Regions from separate parts of the Siniperca chuatsi genome. Here region 2 is linked to region 1. Evidence: chromatin contacts called from public Hi-C data. All regions are on one chromosome and are shown on one strand. The core of a region is the stretch at or near the end of the contact, and the rest is flanking DNA. Distances in the headings are between cores, read along the strand shown. Region 1 overlaps camk2d1 (calcium/calmodulin-dependent protein kinase type II delta 1 chain). Region 2 holds the start of camk2d1 (calcium/calmodulin-dependent protein kinase type II delta 1 chain).

What was found. Hi-C and Micro-C count contacts between places; a contact is called where the count stands out from the background.
Region 2: a contact with region 1 is called in a Hi-C map of liver, with 2.8 times the contacts expected there. The contact joins the promoter of camk2d1 here to the enhancer-like site in region 1. A contact is called at or near these places in 3 of 3 Hi-C or Micro-C datasets (liver, skeletal muscle and an unstated tissue).

The regions. Positions count from the first base shown.
Region 1 is chrLG22:3,698,484-3,703,067 of ASM2008510v1, forward strand. The region is part of intron 14 of camk2d1 (calcium/calmodulin-dependent protein kinase type II delta 1 chain); the gene reads right to left. Among protein-coding and RNA genes, the nearest start is that of camk2d1, 100 kb to the right of the region's middle. Within about 2 kb of position 2,513, the one cell type or tissue checked has an H3K27ac peak away from gene starts, as active enhancers do. A contact at or near this core is called in liver, where this site is marked.
Region 2 is chrLG22:3,798,225-3,802,808 of ASM2008510v1, forward strand. camk2d1 (calcium/calmodulin-dependent protein kinase type II delta 1 chain) reads right to left here and starts at 2,558. Exons shown (of 18, transcript XM_044183262.1): 1 at 2,227-2,558. The coding sequence starts at 2,288.

The DNA of each region.
Region 1 (4,584 bases), core at 1,263-3,762:
ATGGAGAGAATAAGTGCTGTTGTTGTGGCTTGCTAAAAGTACACCCACTACTGACATTTACAGTTTAGAGATGACAAGGTGTGAGTCAAAGTCAAAGAATGAAACGTTCTTCTTCACACACACACACACACACACACACACACACACACACACACACACACACACACACACACACACACACACACACACCAATACTGTAAATCCATTTTTACCTTCAACAGCTTCAAGTCCACTGTTGTTCCCAGCTAACTGAACACTCACAGTCTGTTGTTGGTGCTGTGCACTGATTCCCTCAAGTGACAATAAAACCAACAAACTAACTGCAGAAAGGTAAAACATGCTCTCTTGTTAACTTTGCTTTTTTGTTTGAGACAAAACCTAGCAGCTCCAGGCTCAGACAGGCTTTTACAGTAGCAGGAAGAGATGCTGGACACATACTGACAAGATAAATAACAGAATAGCCTGCTCTGACTGGCTATTTTCATAAAAAGCCTGACACAGCTGAAATTATGTTAATCTAAAAGTGTCCTTTTGCACCAACTGTGGACTTTACTTTGCAAATAGCAAACTTAGTACTGACCATGTTTACAGACGCACTATCAGTTTGCTTATGGGGCCAAAATGGGCCTTTTACAAACTTTTACAAAACTGTAGAATAATTTGGCAGATGCTTAGTCCAAACTGACATTCACACACATCAGGAGCATTTAGCGTTTCCTCGTCTTGATGTATAGATGTCATGTAGATGGGAGGGACTGGGGATCAAACCACTGAACCTACGATAAATGGACCATCGCTCTACCGCCACTAGAGCTACTTGATTTTGGACTGCTCGTAGTGCATATAAGAAGCCTGAACTGAGGAAGAGGAAACTACACTAACTACATCTATTCCAGTAATTTAGTTAAGCACAGTTTGAAGTACCATACTTTGGTTGATTTTTTCCCCCCATTTTCTTTATATTTCTGCTCTAGTTGTAAGGTTGGGTGTGAAACACTGATACAATGTGTGTTTTGGTACCTATGCCAAAATGATACTTTTTGTGATACCTTACTTGGAAAATGTTAACATGTTTTTCTATAAACTTTTTTCCGTACACAAGCAGCTGTACTAGATACTAGAATGAATTGCCATTTCATTTCTCTTCATTCATTCAGCCTGACGATAGCCGATTTCTGTTATTACCAGTGTGTGTGTGTGTGTGTGTGTGTGTCATCATGGCTAAATGTGGTCCTGGAGACACCTACTGTAGCGGGAACTACCACAGTAGCGGTTTTAAATGTGTGTGGACAGATTTTGTCAACGCAATAGCGTCACGACCGTGCAAGACGCAGTCACGAAAATTGACAGGTGCGTAGTTGAGATCAAGATGAAGGCAGAGTTTGAAAATGGGTGTGGTCTAGTTTTGGTCTGTCGCCCTAACCAATCAGTAGTGACTTGCGCATTCGTCCTGCTGACATCATTTTCAGTCGACACGGAAGCTGCCGTAACGGTGGCCGGGAGCAGTTAACTAAATGTTTTTCACACTGAAAACATTTGCTGATTAAATAGTTGTTATTTAAGTGGACCACCAACAACCTGTACAGCTGCCCATGCTCTGTCACTTTGGATCTATAGGTAGATATGGAGGACAATGATGTGACTCAGAAGTCGATATAAAATGAAATTAGCAAAATTGTGATCTAAATTAGGAACTATCTGACCAAAGAATTTAACAAGATTGTGAACGTGAGCAGACATTTGATGCAAGCTTTTAGTACTTCCCAGTTTTGATACTCTGCTATGGATGCATTTCAGTCAGTATTGTAACTTTAGTTACTCATTTCTTTGCAGGGTTTACATGTAAAATATGACCGAACAACTTATGATGCACTGTCAGAGTTTATGGTAGCCAGTATGCCAGATAAAAATGTGTTGTATTCTTAAATAAGTGCACTTTATCCCACAAATCTTTTTATTTTTGTATATTGGAGAGAGTGCACACACCTTCCTCATTCAACGTGAGTGAAAGCAAACATTGTCATACTTGTTTCACGTTAATTTCCCCTTTAATTGAAACAAAAGCAGCGTATAGAATCACTGGCCCAGTGACATTTGTTAAATTTCATCTAATGTAACAGTAATGTAACATTGTGAAACAAACTAGTCCTCATTTGACTGAATAACTCTACCTTTAAATGCAGGATCTTTGAAGGAGTATTATTCTGTGGGATAAATAGTTTTGGTTTGAGTTCTTGTTCTACCACTGCACACAGCAGCACATTAAATATCAAGTAGTAACTTAAACCCCCAAACATGTGTATTATACTGCAGAGACCCACATTAGCTAACATAATATTAACATAGTAGATGAAGACCTTGCTGTTGCTGTTGATTTATTGCCTGAGAGGTGGCAAATTCTTTTTATCAGAGCGCTTCACTTCTGTCTCTCTGGAAACACTTGACACTAAGTGAGAAGAGCCTGGATCAATGCCATTTATAAAGCAGGCAGAACAGGTTTTTGACAGTATTTATGTAGTATGTAGTACGCAGCAGTATGAAGAGCTCAGCCTCTACTGTAACACTCCACAGTATCTGTGGAGTGGAAATAATGCCCTTTGAGCTTCTGTCAGCTGTAAAATAAATAGCCTTTCCTCTGGGATCTCTTATTAGAGCATGGACAGAAAGACAGAAGGTTGGCACGCACACACACTAATGGATAGAAACACACACACACACACACACACACACACACGTAGCGCTAGTACGAAGAAACTAAGCAGATAAACTGATCCTTGACAGCAGCTGGACTGTCGAGCCAAAAGAAACAAAGCACAGAACCATTTAGTGTAACTGCAGGAAGAGATGATGGATCAGATGAGGACACACACACACACACACACACACACACACACACACACACTATGGACTATATAAAACTACATGTCTCAAGTATTTCTGCTGCTTCTTTCTAGAATCCTGTTTGAGTAAAATGCATTCATGTTGGTTTCACAGACCACACTGATACTATTGCCAGTACCAAAAAACCAAAATGATATTTTTTCAATACATTACTTTATCAAACATTTGTTTCCTACAAAACCATTTCTTTACCTTTATCAATTTACTCAGCTTTTCCAAAAATGTAAATCTTAACAGGCCGAGGCCATGGGTTTGACTCGACTGCTAGGAGTCTATAAAATACATATCATGTAACAAATGTCATACAAAATGAAGCAAAGTCTTGTAGTTCAGTCGACCAATCCCGACTTGGAAGTTAAATCTTTGATTCCAGACAGAAGTCCAAGCCTCAATAAGCTGCTCCATTAAAGCACAGAACACACACAGAGTCCGTGTCACTCCTCCACCAGTAAGGAATTTGCAGCTGCGTGATTATAGAAATTTTCTTACTTTATACAAGGTCTGTGTTAGAGCCATTGTTTTTTTGTGAAATATTTGGGATATTTTTACCTCAGGCCTCTTGAAATCCTTCAAATGAAACATTCTGAAAAGGAAAAATCATTCTCATTCCCAAAGGCCTGTGAGGAAGAGTCACAAGTAGACAATGCCTGACTTTAAGGGAAGCACTGACTTAAATACAATAAAGAGAGGTTAGGGTGTCATGATAGCTTCTGGCCTGTTAGGGGTGCTATAAGACAGCCGCTCTGCACTCAGACACAGTGGATGAGGTGTGGTTCAGTTCTGATCTAGCAGTCCCACAGAGGTCTGTTTAATCCAGTGTTTTTTTTTTAAATCTAAGTGCCACATGAACGTCAACTCATTTTTCCAGAGCGCAGGACATTTTTAATGTTGAGCCGAGTTAAAGTGACCTTGTCTGCGAGCACTGAGTCTGGAGCTAAATCCAGGTTGTAAAGCCTGTCGGGCTCCTTTGATGCTGTAATAACTCATAAGAAAACCAAAATTAAGTCAAATATCATAAATATAATGTAAGAAGGTGTAGCAAATTATATTACTGAGACAAAACTGTTCGGAACACACTATAATTTGATTAAATCCCAAACAGAGTCAAGGTCAATTCACTGTAAAAACCCAACAGTTAAAGAATTACAAATTGTTATAAATACTTAAAAACCTGCCTAACTCTTGCTCTCTACCTGTAGCAGACTGTGTATCTGTCTCATCATTGGTGCCAGCACTGTCTATGTGGTCTAACACAGTTATCAGTACACAGTACATTGTGCCGAAAGCTGGGTGGGCATTCCTCTTCGTGTAAAATGATGTTCTGACCCGTCTTTGGACCCTGCAGTGGGTATCAGGCTGTGCCATCATAAATCTACCGGGCTCCACGACAGGTGACACATTCTCTAGCCCTGACCTAACTTACCTTTAAGCGGCCTTTAACTCCTGCTCTCACCCAAGCAAAGAGCAGATAGTCTGCGGCTTTAGATCCACATTGTCCCTGCTCAGGCTAAACTACATTAGCTAGCCTAACTGGCTCAATGGGCAGTTTCATGTGAATGCCACGTCCAGCCGTCACCCACAGATAGTTACTAGTTAGCAACCCCCATGCATGAATCATCAGTACTTAACTGGTGGACCTTTGTAATGCTCCTGCACTAAATAACACATACTTACAGTGTCATT
Region 2 (4,584 bases), core at 1,308-3,807, 100 kb after region 1:
CAAGAGACGGGCTCTACAGCATTAGAGCCTTCTGCTGCCTCTGTGAGTGACAATTATGGTGTGTGAATGAGAAAAAATGATTTGGGCGCAGCGAGGCTCAGACACAAATGTTGGCAAAACACACATCTCTCTCTAACAAATCTATTCATCTCTCTTTCTCATTAGCAAAGAGGGTAACACCATATTTGAAGGGGTGTGCATAAGACTGACATGACACCGTCATAACCATGACATGACACCTGTCATGAACATGAAGGAGTCTTTATGAAGGTTTACGACTGTTGTCATTAAGTCATTCGGTCAATTATGTCACTTTTAATGCAAAGCTGACATTGTTTGAGATGTCTTTGTTATGACAACTTGACATTAACCAAGACAACATAACCTGTCATAAACATGCCACAGTAGGCCTAATTATCAAACTTCAAGAAACTATTTAGCTTTGAGTGTTAACATTACATTATACTGACATATGTGCTTGGTTTTGACATTGGCTGGCATGAGACCGTTATAACGGTGTCATGAATAATTCCCTTGACCTCAAGTAAAGTGGAGCCATTTGGACTTGTCATAAAGACGTCAGTAATGTTATAAGGCCAGTTCGACAACAGAGTACAGTACAGAGGTGATTTAATGGAGTTTCCTGATGAACAGTTAGCTAACCTTGTTGCTAAAGTAACGTTAGCTAACCTAACCACATTGGTGGTGGTTGAGGTGAGTTTCCCCCCTTCACTGTGAAGCACTTTGGGTATCAAGATAAAACACGAACATTATATAAATGTAATCCATTATTATTATTATTATTATTATTATTATTATTATTATTATTATTATTAATAGAACCACTAACTGCTGCTAAGTGTAACTGTCAGCTGCTGTTAGCTAGTTAGCTCGGTTAGCCCCATGCAGCCAACTATTAACTAGCTGACTCAGCCTCTGGATCCCTGGAGGCAAACCCGGCTAGAAAACCACTTCGGTACTGTATTCCCTGTCAAACTGGCCACCGTCCGTCTCAGAGTGTAATGAGTGCAGTATTACAAATTTTGAGTTTGTTCATTTTGTCATTGACCACCACAAAATATAGTGAAAACTAAATAGCACGCTAGTAAGTAGTAGAACTGTAGTCCAGAGCAGACTCTAGGTCTTCAGAAAGGTAGCTAGTGTAGCCTATATTAAATGTCATTATTAATGTTAGTATTTGTTATCATTTCTCAGGTCAGCCAGCAACACGAGAGAACAGGCATCCGACACAGCAAAAAGCAGTAGTCAGAAAAATGAAATGTAATTTAGGCAGTAGTGTTGCAGGCAGAACAGCAGGGACGACCCAATAAAATGTCGGCGCTGGCCTTAGCCCCAGACCTGGTCAACTCCAACTAACGGCCCTGGGTATATGTAACGTGTAGGTGCACAAAAATCAGTCCTTGACATCGTAGGAGAAGCAAAATTGCTGTGAATTTGAATGCGCTGTTAATATTAACCCTTCGCATATTGCAAAAAGGGCGGAAACTTGTGCAAACACAGTCCAAATTACTAAGACACACATTCAGTTTCTTATATACATAAGGTTTTCATCATAGTCTAGCTTAAGGTGGGCTTTATGTCACCACAGCTGATTGAGAACGAGATGGGTGACCGGTTCCCCGCTGACCTAACACCAACACCAAATTTCATCCACATTTCTGATATTTTTACTTGCCTGACACGTTGCCAGAGGTATATGCTCGCTGGAGCATGATTTAAGATTAATGACAAATTAGCATGTGCCACTTTTATATTCGGCATGCATTCCAAGGCACTCAGCAGTGTTTCTTTTAAAACTTTAAACTTTTTTCAATTGGTACGCCAGGCATTATCAAATCATTCTTCCTCCAAAATACACGCTAATGGGCGTTAGCGAGCAGGGACAAACGATTCAAAAAGTTGAGAGAAAAATGAGATTAAAGGAAGTATAAAATATAAGACCTCGGGGTTAAATAAGGAGTCTAATATTTTTCACGTTCGCGCCCTTCGTTGATAACCAAGGTACAAGTACAAGATTTCTGAATGGGAGTTGGAGTGACGTCCTACCCACACCCGCTAACTCAACATATCAAGGTAGACACAGGTAGGCGGAGGTCTCTGAGGTTTCGGTCAATCTAAACACCAATAATAAAAGCAAAGGGCAATTAAGCTTGACTTTCAATGAAAATGTCGAATAAAAAGTGTTATAAAATGAAGAGAACTTACTTCCCCAGCTCCTCGTACAGCTGGTACTCATCGGTAAACCTGGTGCAGGTCGTTGAAGCCATGTTAAGGTGAGCAGAGGAGATCGACTTGGGAAACTGAAAGCCTCAGTCGCTTTAATACTCTCCACAAATCCTTTCCCCTGTGTCCCAAAGTGCCACTTGTCGCGTTTTGGAGTAGAAAACAAAAGCAAACTTAGGGACGATTTAGTAATGACTCGTGAACGCCGCTCTTGCCGGATTCTGTTCGCAGACCCCGGTTACTCCTGGAGTTGACTGGGACGTCGCGACCTGCTGTTGTGTTTGTCTCGACACTGACACTAGCATTAGTTGGCCGCAGTCAAGAGAGACCAATTATAGACTATCACTCATCCGGTGGTGAAATTTCAAAATAAAACCCTAAATAACACGCATTTTCTATGGTCTGTCTCTTAGGCACATTTAGTTGAATTTGGGATATATTTTAAGGGGAAATCTGAACTTTGTTCTTCCTTTGTGTTTTTGTCAAGCCCCTTGTAAAGCCTTCTATCGTGTAAAATACACAAGTTATGTTTGTTTAAAATTCATTTTGCTACTTTTTTTTGGTAATTTAAAATGCTGCAAAACTAAATATAACATTAAAGGAAGAGTGTGTTGCCCACAGAAAAGTATCAGGAACATCTGACAAAATGAAAACTAGTCAACTTTTTATCGATCGAGTCAGAGGTTTTTACCTTTAGAGCACCTCAACTTTGTTTTTTTACATGGACCTGAGAATTATAAATGTACTTATCATGGTGGAACATATTTTGTAGTTCTCTACCACAGCTGTATCATGATGAGTTTAATGCTGATTACGTAAGTAACACTATTAGAATCTGCTATTGTTAACATTTTATACAGAAGTTCAAGATCTTTATTTCCAAGTCAAACACATTCAAGAAAATGCATGCATTCCATATTCCTTACTTATATTATATTGAAAAGCAGTTATAAAAAGACACTAATATTCAAAATGTATTCATCTTCATCATCGTTATATCATGTTGTCAACTACGGAAAAATACATCTTCAAATAAAATGTATAATCACGTGGACGTAAAAGTTTTGTACAATTGCGTACTTTGAGCTTGTGCACTACTATGTATATATAAATATTTAAAATTAATTTTATTTTTAATCATGTTATTTACCTGGTACTTGGTCACTAAATGATGTACCAAACACTTTTCTCCATGTGGCAAACTCAAATACTTTATTTTATTTTATTTTGGAGGTAAAATAACTTAACATCCGTTGTTTTCTTGGTATGCGGTGTCTAACTTGATACAAATGAATTTCTTCTCAGCGCTTCCTCGTTGAAAATGCTACACAGGGGCTCCATCTAGAGGCAGCAGCGTTGACCTACTACCATACGTCTGGAATTGGAGCTGAGAATGTGAGGCACCTCTCGAGCCTGTCAAAAACCCGCCGAACCGCATTGTCATAAACACAAGGTCCCACCACCCACTGCTGTTTTTGGTTTTGTTGATGAGATCGACACCATCCAGTAAAGTCAGAAAAAAACGTATCTAACTGAAAGAAAGAGACTCTAGTCTTGATTGTTTTCCTCCAAGAATTACAATGGAAACAATAAGTTTCAGACTGTAATTTAAATCTATACAGTTTGTTTTATTTCCAATAAACATTTTTCTCCCTGGTCATGCATGCTCCCCCTACAGTGGCTGTACGCCCGGGCTCTGCCCCACCGTTTGAGAACCACTGTGTAATGAGGGCCTTTGACAAGAAGGGAAAAAAATCACACTCAACTTCCCCTTACTAGCTTTTTCTGGAGCTTTCATGGACTACACAGTCTTCATTAGGGTTGCACAGTATTGATGCTACCAATACTAAGTCTTGTTTTGAGTATCGATACTAGCGACAGCTGCTCTAGCGCATCAGTTAATTTTGTTCGATTCTTCATTACAGTGACTAACTATCTGCTATAAATTCATTTTTGCTAGCTGCCGTTCTGTAGCTTAGCAGCTAGCAATGGCTTCTCTCTCTCCTCTCACTCTCCTGCTCTCTCTTGCTCGGTGTGTCTAATGTTTAGCTATTCCTCTGCCTCCTTTAGTGATAATGGTACATGTAATAAATGTAGTTTATATGCGAAACTTGGAATGTGAATTGGAAACGCTGTTCCGCACCATGGGAACTACTGTAGTTAGCCAGCCTCCAGTAGCCGGTGCGGACCGACCAGAGGTAGCTCCTGTTAGCCGTCTCCCGGCAGCTCCGGGCAATCTGGTATATGGCATTGAAATCGAACATTTAATAGTCTTTCCACATAATCCTTCATTATCGGACCATTATTTAATCCATTTTGAACTCCTATTACTGGACTACA